3 separate regions of the Mus musculus genome follow, and regions 1 and 2 are each linked to region 3. A link is a contact called in public promoter capture Hi-C data. All regions are on one chromosome and are shown on one strand. Each heading gives the region's core, a stretch centred on a gene start, on an enhancer-like site or on the middle of the called end of the contact. The rest is flanking DNA. Distances are from core to core; before and after follow the strand shown. Region 1 holds the start of Hsd17b2 (hydroxysteroid (17-beta) dehydrogenase 2). Region 2 holds the start of Sdr42e1 (short chain dehydrogenase/reductase family 42E, member 1). Region 3 overlaps Cdh13 (cadherin 13).

Evidence for each region. Promoter capture Hi-C pulls out the DNA fragments that hold promoters and counts their contacts.
Region 1: a promoter capture Hi-C map of hippocampal neurons shows a contact between it and region 3, with 18 times the contacts expected there. The contact joins the promoter of Hsd17b2 here to the enhancer-like site in region 3. A contact is called at or near these places in 7 of 39 promoter capture datasets (the 3T3-L1 cell line, cranial neural crest, embryonic stem cells and 2 more), 2 of 484 Hi-C or Micro-C datasets (cardiomyocytes and cerebral cortex), 2 of 115 datasets of contacts at active chromatin or transcription factors (astrocytes and embryonic stem cells) and 1 of 9 other capture datasets (embryonic stem cells).
Region 2: a contact with region 3 is called in a promoter capture Hi-C map of hippocampal neurons, with 18 times the contacts expected there. The contact joins the promoter of Sdr42e1 here to the enhancer-like site in region 3. A contact is called at or near these places in 3 of 39 promoter capture datasets (hippocampal neurons, pre-B cells and stem cell-derived epiblast-like cells), 2 of 115 datasets of contacts at active chromatin or transcription factors (astrocytes and embryonic stem cells) and 3 of 9 other capture datasets (adipose tissue, liver and pancreatic islet).

Annotation. Positions count from the first base shown.
Region 1 is chr8:117,700,101-117,703,212 of GRCm38.p6, forward strand. Hsd17b2 (hydroxysteroid (17-beta) dehydrogenase 2) reads left to right here and starts at 1,846. Exons shown (of 5, transcript NM_008290.2): 1 at 1,846-2,163. The coding sequence starts at 1,896.
Region 2 is chr8:117,672,138-117,675,174 of GRCm38.p6, forward strand. It overlaps Sdr42e1 (short chain dehydrogenase/reductase family 42E, member 1), which reads right to left and starts at 1,552. Exons shown (of 3, transcript NM_001357273.1): 1 at 1,463-1,552.
Region 3 is chr8:119,063,078-119,066,230 of GRCm38.p6, forward strand. The region is part of intron 6 of Cdh13 (cadherin 13); the gene reads left to right. Among named protein-coding and RNA genes, the nearest start is that of Gm31893, 7.2 kb to the left of the region's middle. Within about 2 kb of position 1,889, at least 4 of the 459 cell types and tissues checked have an H3K27ac peak or open chromatin away from gene starts, as enhancers often do. A contact at or near this core is called in hippocampal neurons, where this site is marked.

The DNA of each region.
Region 1 (3,112 bases), core at 596-3,095, 1.4 Mb before region 3:
TATGCTTTCAGTACCTCATTTACATGCCTCGTGCCAGGCAGTGACTCAGCAAAAACTCTATGGCACATGCGCACATTGGTTGTTTACCCATATTCATGGGTGTCGGCTTATTGAAACCAGCATCATTTTGTAATGGCGTTTGCGGCTTCCCACACTGAGGCCCCATCTAGGGTTCCAGGTGGGGCAGAGTGTATTGACAGGTAAAGAGACAGCATCCCCCAGCCAAGATTACCTCATCCTTAACAACTGTGGGAACTGAACTGGGTTTAAAATGAGCCATCTGAACACAAAGTGAGAGCTCCTCTCTCTCCAGTTTTCTCAGTTTCTAGCCTTTATTAGAATCCTGCTTTGTCCTAGGCAGACACCAGTAAGCACCACACCCATCAAATCCCGTGGGAGCTCCCCTTGGGTGTCAGTATAGGAACTGGTGGTCCGAGTGTGTGTGTGTGTGTGTGTGTGTGTGTGTGTGTACGTGTGTGTGTGTGTGTGTGTGTGTTTGTGTGTACGTGTGCTCATGTGTAAGTGTGTGTTCGCGCTCATGGTATATAATACCCAGATACCTATATATAGAGACTGAACTATCTCTCCAGTTTTTACAGAAGGGCTCTTGAGCTGGTGAGTCACAGGTGTGTGGATTCAGATTCCTTGCTCTTGGATAAAGTACAGCCTCTCCCAGCCTGAATTTTCTAGTTTACAAGCTGACTCTAACAAAGGATTGTGTAAGATGCAAGCTGGGCAAAAGGAGGAACTAGCACAGGAGGGGTTGCTTTTCTGTGTTTGACCGAAAGCAGACAGTGGGTGGTTCAAAGGGCAATGCCGGGGATTGACACCCTGCTGCGTTCCGGCTCCTAATCTCTCTAGTCTCCTATTGATTGCCTCTCTCGTTATTGCCACACGAATAGAAATGTTGTAAGGACATCCTATTCGGAGACCGAGTCCTACTACCAAGAACAGAGCCTCCAACAGGGTAGACTGAGTCAGAATTGAGCAGAGCACTGGTTCTGACAGCTTCTCTCAGTCTGATTGTCATTGCTATGGTCTCTCTCTGGCACAACTGCCCTCTGGGAAGACACAGGCACCTTCCATCTGCCTCTAAGGTGAGCCTTTTTTTGGCTCATTGAGCCCTTAACCTGTCTCAGTTGGCAGTAGTCCTCCAGATACAGGCCAGATCGGGGATGCTCTCTTCTTAGAATCCACTTTCCAAGCTTCACTGATTACCTGGATAACACACACACACACACACACACACACACACACACACTCACAGCCACACATACAGATACACTCGGAGTTAGCAAAAGAACTCAACCAACACAGAGAGGGCACATCCAAAGGAGATTGTCTTCTTGTGATTCCAAGTCTGTCAATCATTATCTGAGTAAACATCTGTCAGGTGGGAGGGTGCGTGTGCGCGTGCGTGTATGTGTGTATGTGTAAGTGTGTGTATGTCTGTATGTGTGTGTATGTCCGTGTGTGTATTATGTCTGTGTGTTACGATGTGTGTGTGTCTATTTGTGTGTATGTGCCTATTTGTGTGTATGTGCATGTGTGTATGTCTATATGTCTGTGTAGGTGTGTGTATATTTGTGTGTGTGTGTATGTGTGTGTGTACGTGTGTGTGTGTGTGTGTGTGTTTGTGTGTGTACGTGTGCTCATGTGTAAGTGTTGAGTGCCTTAGGGGAATGAGCAGGTATTTATATCACAGTGCACAGTTTAAATTACATCCTGGGAGTAGTCTCCCCTATCACTACCTTTAACATGCTTGTTCAAAGGGTGCGGGGGCTGTCGTTCCCCCCTCCCGCTTGCCTCTCCCTTCATATAAGCCTGGGCTGCCTCCAGCCAGCTTCTGCACTCACAGTATTCACTGGCCCAGAGCAAGTGAAGGCCAGTGGAGAATGAGCCCGTTTGCCTCTGAGTCAGCATGGCTCTGCTTGGCTGCCGCTGCAGTGCTGGGGGGCACGCTTCTCTGCGGATGCCGGAGTGGCAGGCAGCTGCGGAGCCAGGCGGTGTGTCTCGCTGGCCTCTGGGGAGGTGCCTGCCTGCTCAGTCTGTCCCTCCTCTGCACCTTGTTCCTCTTATCCGTGGCCTGCTTCCTTCTTCTGTATATGAGTTCATCTGACCAAGACTTGTTACCTGTGGATCAAAAGGCCGTGCTGGTGACAGGTAAGTGGCCAGCATTCCTGTGATTGTCCTGCGGAGAAGAGTCTGATACTCTCTGTCCTCAGTGGGGGGACACTGTCAGTTTTGGCTTGAGTGGGAAGTGCTTAGAGTGAATGACAGGCAGCACATACCCGAGTGGTTCTCACTGCCTTTTTGCGTGTCCTTTGGTTTGGATGGGCTTTGGAAGGAGCCAGTGGTAAGACAAAACGTGACAATTGCTCAGGGCCACAGATCTATACAATGAGTGTGTTAATTTCCTAGGAATAAATATAAATAAGTAAAACAGCATCATTTCACGTGTGTTCTTGTACCAGGAAATACCTGACAGACTTCTTCAGGCTTGGTTGCTATTCTGTTCTGAGGTGACTATTTATCTAGGTCCTAGGCCTGGTCACCCCTCTATGTATGGAAGGAAGGTGGCCAGTCAGCTTTGGCACAATACTGTGTGTCTAGGGACGCCACTGTACTTTGAGCCTTTGCAATTTGCCAGGCTGCTGTCCCGAACCACGAACCACCCTGTTGTCCTGTTTGAACCTTTTCTCTATATGTCATTAGTGTATTAGTGCTTCTTAATTAGATCAAACTGGCAGTGCGTGCACACGGAGCTAGCTGCTCATTAGCTGAGCTGCCAGCCTCTCACTTCTTCTGCAGGCTCTTCTGCAGTAAGCGCGAGGCGGCCAAATTAGATTCCTTGGAGTTGTAAAACGGGTTTGTTTGGTGAAAGCTGCAACTAGAATTCCCTCAAGTGATCCTAACCCAGAAAGGCCTGGAAAGAAGAGGAAAGGCCATCGGCAGAGTCACCTTGTGAGGAGGGTGTCACCCCTGCATAAGGAAGTCATCACCTGTGGCTGGGGCCCCTGGCTGTGGTCAGCAGGGGACTCGTGGACTGATGAATCAATTTTTTTTTTTTTTTTTTTACTTTAAATCCAGTAACAAAGATTCTTCTTGTGAG
Region 2 (3,037 bases), core at 302-2,801, 1.4 Mb before region 3:
AGCATCCATCTCACACTTGCACGACAAACACTTTATGGCAAGTGCGAAGCCATCTTCTCATCCCATGAACATTTTAATAGTCACCATAACCAATCTGTGTTTCAAATCACCATGGAAACTCTATGTGAATGTAGACTCCTGGTCTAGAACAGTCTTCAGGGACAAAGAGCACCTGGTAAACTGGAGCCTAGTGCTCTGGATAGATGAGCATTCCACAGCCTTCTAACTGCCCTCGTCCTCTCTGCTACACTCATGCCTCCTTCTGTCTGGAAGTCAGTATGCCTGACACTCCATCCTACCACCGTGGCATTTCCTGCCATTTCCTAAGTGCCTGGCGCTGCGCTACAATGTGTTTATAAATTATGTCACTTGAGTGCTCATCACTGCCCTAAAAGAGACAATGCTAACCAGTGGGTCCCGTTTTGCATGTGAATAAACTCGGGCCCAGAGACAGAATGATCAACAGCTCCAAGTCCCATAGGGAGTGAGTGGATTACAGGGTTCTATGTATCCACTAGGCCAAGGGACACCTGACTTCATCACTCATGTCCCAACCCCAGCAGTCCCAGAGGGCTGGCCAGAGTCTCTGACCTGAAGCAATAGGTATGGAGCATACACTGATCTGGACTGTGTATCGTTTCACAACCGGCACATTCTGTAATGGCTCAGAAAGGCAAAGGAAGAGCTACCTCATCTATTCCCATGAGGCATTGGGGCATGTGACACAGCATTAAAACTCTTATATAGGGAATCATGAAATTGGGTCCTGGATTTAGATCTACCATCAGCTACTTGTGTGACCCTGGACAGCTTTTTTTTTTCTTCCAGTTTTTTATTAGGTATTTTCTTCATTTACATTTCAAATGCTATCCTGACACCCACTCCTACTTCTTGGCCCTGGTGTTCCCCTGTACTGGGGCATATAAAGTTTGCAAGACCAAATGGCCTCTCTTCCCAATGATGGCCCAACACTATGAACTAACCAGTACCCCAGAGCTCGTGTCTCTAGCTGCATATGTAGCTGAAGATGGCCTGGACAACTTTTTAACCTTGCCTCCTCCTCCCTTAAAATGCAAATCACAGCAACCGTGGTACGCTCGTTTATTACAGGAGTTTTAAAGTTATACCACTGATACTTAAACACAGTTCTGAGGCGGCGGCAATTAGACTCATCCAATTTGGTGATACTTACAACCGTTGTCACCCTCAAGAACCATCCGTCACCTTCAGCAACTATTAGTTATCCTCAGCTGTCATTTGTGACCCTTAACTACCAGCTATCATCATCACCCACTACTTGTCGTTCTCAAATGCCACCTGTTACCCTCAATGGACACTTCAGGCTCCTTTCACCCTCAGCCGGCTCGTCATAAGCCCGGCAAAGTGCGTTTAGGACCGCCCTGCCATCCCAGAATAGGGACCCCGTGGGTGACGACAGCCCTTGCGACCCCAGACCACTCACAGAGGCAGACGACAGCGTGGCTTGTAGAAGCAAGACGAAAGAGCCTCTGGTGCCTTGCTGCCCCCGCTCTAGAGCAAAAGCTGTCAAACTGGCTCCTAAAACCGCTTCCGGGTCTCTCTAGGAAGCCCGGAGGTTCCCTCATCTCTATGATGAGCAAGTGGTTTCTCAGTTTTAAACTGTGCTGAGGCAGTTCCGAGTTTCAGAATCTTTTGAGAGGGTCATCTAGACTCCTCTTCCTACCTTCAGCTTCTGCTTCCAGGCTTCCATCTCTCTGTGTACCTCTATTAATGAGTGCAGAACTGATCGAAGAAGGGGTTTAGCTCAGCCGGTTTCCTTGGATGGGTGGGTGGGCGGATGAATGGACAGACGGGTGGGCAGGTGAGTAGATGGATAGGTGGATGGGTGGGTGGATGGGTATGTGGGCAGATAGAAAAATATATGGGTGGATGGGTATGTGGGTGGGTAGAAAGATGGGTAGGTGGGTGGATGTGTAGGTAAATAGGTATGCGGGTTAAGTATATGGGATGATGGAGAGGTGGTATATGGATAAATAGATGGTGGATAGATGGCTGAGAACATGGATAGATGGGTGTGTGGGTGGATGGATTGATGGACTTCTGGCTGGAGAAAGGATAGACGACAGATGAAGGTCTGTAAGTAAGGGAACAGTCGCTCTCCACGTTTCTTTAAAAATATTTTATTTTAGCTGGGCAGTGGTGATGCACACTTTTAATCCCAGCACTTGGGTGGCAGAGACAGGCAGATTTCTGAGTTCCAGGCCAGCCAGGGCTACACAGAGAAACCCTGTCTCAAAAAACAAAACAAACAAATATATATATATATATATATATATATATATATATATATATATATTATTTATATATATATAATTTTATGTATATGAGTGTTTTGCCTGCACATATGCAACCACATGCCACAGATCTCCTAGAACTGGAGTTACAGGCCAGTTGTGAGCCACCATGTTAAGTGCTGGGATGTAAACCTAGGTCCTCTGCAAGAGCAGGAAGTGCGTTTATCTGCTAAGCCATCTCTCCAGCCCCTCCACTTACTTTTTCAAAGCCTGTTTTTTTCCTGACCTTTGGTTTCTATATGTGGATATGTTTTGTTGTGTTCCTGATTTTGTTTTCCCTGCTCCCTGTTACTATGGCCACTGACTATGTAACAAGCGAAGCCCAACCTTCGTTCCCGAAGGACTTAGAAGCTATGAGGAGAGGAAGCTAGCTTTCTCCTTGTTAGGAACACCATATGCCCTCTCATTAGAGCTGTGGGCTTAAAGAAAGCTGCATAGTATGTGTATATAGCCCAAAGAGACATGTGCCTTATACGGGACCCTGGGTCAGAGAGTTTTGTTCTGGAAACTGGAAAAATGAAGGTTTTTGACTCCAAGTGCTTTCCTTGTTAACAGAACTGGTCCCATATTCAGACTCACTCAAATGGGCTCACATGAATGATGTCATCCACAGCTTGGTTTTCCTCATGTATATACATAAAGTCACAAAGGTAGACACAAGCCCCAGGACATAAAAACAAATGGAGGCCAGAAGAAGAAAGCGA
Region 3 (3,153 bases), core at 639-3,138:
GGTGATGTTCACATCTCCCCACAAATGATCTTCTTCTTCTTCTTCTTCTTCTTCTTCTTCTTCTTCTTCTTCTTCTTCTTCTTCTTCTTCTTCTTCTTCTTCCTCCTCCTCCTCCTCCTCCTCTTCCTCTTCCTCCTCCTCCTCTTCCTCTTCCTCTTCCTCTTCCCCTCCTCCTCCTCCTCCTCTTCCTCCTTCTTCCTAATGTATTTATTTTTTATGTACATGCATATGTGAGCATGGTGGAGGTATCTATGTGAATATGTAAATGGGGTGTATGCTCACAAGTGTGTGCCGTGCATGTGTCTGGGCAGGCCAGAGGAAGACTTTGGGTATGCTATGTTAGCACTCTCTGCTAACATATCCCTTGAGTTGGAGTCTCTTACTCATCCTGGAGCTGTGTTGTACCCAGTAAGCCCTAGTGATCCCCCTGCCTCTGCTGCACACACCTGGAACATTGTGTTCCTGATGCACATGCAGCCAAACCTAGCATTTTTAGTGTTTGCTGGGATCCCTACTTGGAGCCTCATGCTTGACAGCAAATGTTCCTGCCCATTGAGCCGTACCCCCAGTGCTTGCGCTCTCTCTCTCTCTCTCTCTCTCTCTCTCTCTCTCTCTCTCTCTCTCTCTCTCTCTCTCTCTCCCTCTCTCTCTCTCCCCACACCACACACACACTACAGACACACACACACTACAGACATACAGTGTGTTTTTGTTGATGATAAAGATAATCATGTTTCCCCCAGCCCTTCCTTTTATCATGAGAATTCAGAACAGGCTCTCCATCACTTAGCTAAGAAACACAGTTGGCTTTCTAGATCTCCTAGCTAAAGGTCCTAAGAAGCAGCTACAAGTTTTCATGAAGGAAGGAATATTTAGTGTTGACTTGAGAGCCTGTCTTCCCTGAAGTGTTAGCTGGAAAGGTGGGCAGTAGAGTGGAAGGGACTTGGGTCTGCAGAACAGCCAGACACCAAGCTTAGAGCCACCAGTCCCTGGGTATGCAGTGGTAACAGCCCCCAAAAGAGCACCTCTCTCCTTCTTGAAGTTTTGTGCTTCAAGCTTTGTGCTCAAAAACTTCCATGGAACAAAACATCTACCAGGGAGGTGTGACTTTCAGTTGCTTTTAAGGAAGCAAGTTTCCACCACTAGCCTTCATAGCCTCCAGCTTTGTAAACTGTCTTCAGGCATCCCTGGCCTTGGGCAGGGTAGGGAGTGGGGGTGGGGCAGAAAGTGGACACAGGCAGGTCACTAGATCTAGAAGATGGGAAGCCAAGCCCTGGAAGTGTGGAGAGAGGAACCATCTAACTCCGGAGCTGCTTTGTGCCTCTGTCCTCTTTGTCCTCCTCCTCCCCCCTCCCTTCCCACTTCCTCTTCCACCCCCCCCCCCCCCGTTCTCCTCCTCCTCCCCTCAGGAGTGGGAGTCAATGATAGAAGACCTTCCACTATCTAGCCAAACTCCGTGGACTCTAGTTGTCTCATATCCCGAAGAGTAACTGAATCAGAAATACGGTGATGATGTCATTAGGTCACGTGCCCTACCTGGAGTTAAACTAGGCTGCTTAAGCATTTAACAAAAGTGTGTCTTTGTGTATAATAAAAGGAGAGGATCTTGGTGGCCACCTTTAGATAGGCAAAACAATCTCCGTAGTGGTGCTTTACTGCCACCTGGTGGCCATATACCTGCATTGACGGGGTTTAGAAAGCCGGGAAAGGAATCTGTTCTACGACCCCCTCAAAACATCTAACAGTGTTTATGCCACAATATGCTTGATAATGGCGCCGGTGAGTTAATGTGTGCTGTGAACCACGGGAAAGCCTAATAATGCACAAGGCAAGGCCACTGGAGATGGTTGATCTGGGGAAGTGCTGAAGGGGTCATGCGTGCCAAGTCTTCTGTGCTTAGCTTGGAAAGAGTGGCTAGCTCCCTGTGAGCCTGGGCACAGTGGCCGCTGTTACTGTTGATAAGCCCCTCGTGGTTATTGCTACTTTTTTAGAATAACTAGGATTTTTGGAGGCAAGAAGGCAGGAATGAGTGGAAAAGATATCTTCCTCCGTAAGCTGCCCTGGGATACCAGCTCTGTGTTTCTGAGGAAGCTGGCTTTGGATGCTGGTTCTGTGTTCCTGAGGAACCTGGCCTTGGATGCTGGCTTCATGTTCCTGAGGAAGCTGGCCTGGACTACTGGCTCCATCTTTCTGAGGCAGGGGAGGCTCCAGGGAGCCTCTGAGGGAAGGACACAGGACAGAATCACTTAAGGTTATTGGTGGCCTTGGCAAGAACATGCGAAGACAGGATTCCTCGTGTGGAGAATGATGCATGGCAGGTGGGGTAGAGAAAAGACACAAAACACTCCTGGTTATGAACCTCCACAGCCCCGCAGCCCTGTGCTAGAGGGGACTGGGGTCTGTTTGTCAGACTTGACCACAGGAACAGAGACTGGCCAGTGGCATCCCTGTGAGCAGGTATCACTACTTACATGCCTCAAATAAAAACGATCATCTATAATGTGGTTTGCTCTTACAATACTCTAGAATGTTCTATAATAAGCCTTTCCAACTAAAATGTTTGTCCAATCCTTGGGGACAAAAATCCTAAATGCTTCCATGAGGCAAGAGCTGGTCCATAAAAGCACAGAGAGACCGATCAGCGAAATGCTTGCAGCACAAGCGTGATGACCCGAGTTGTCTCCAGCACTCACACAAGAGCTAGGAGTGGTGCTGTGTGCCTGTGAGCCCCACTCTGGGAAGGTGGGAACGTGGGGCTTCCTAGGGCATAACCTAGTTGGTGGGTTCCAGGCTCAGTGACAGATCTTGTCATTCACAAAGAAGTTAAAGAAGGGTGGAAGTGGCTAAGGAAGCCATTGCCAACTCCTGGCTCCCATATATCTGTCCACCACAAATACAAACACACACTTATGCACTCAACGTAAATGGTGGCGTAAAGGGAACAGTACAAATCCAGTGACATTTACCAAGAAGTCCAGTGCCACAGAAGCCACGCCCACTGGGCAAGAACATGTGGCTGGCAGGGCCCGGAACACATTTTGCCGCCGTCTGAGGCTGTTGCTCAGCTCTGACTGGAAGTGGGGGTGCTGTTGACTTCCAGGTAATATGCTTGGTCTGTCAATAGCTCACTGTATATCAAAGAGAAGTTCTCTC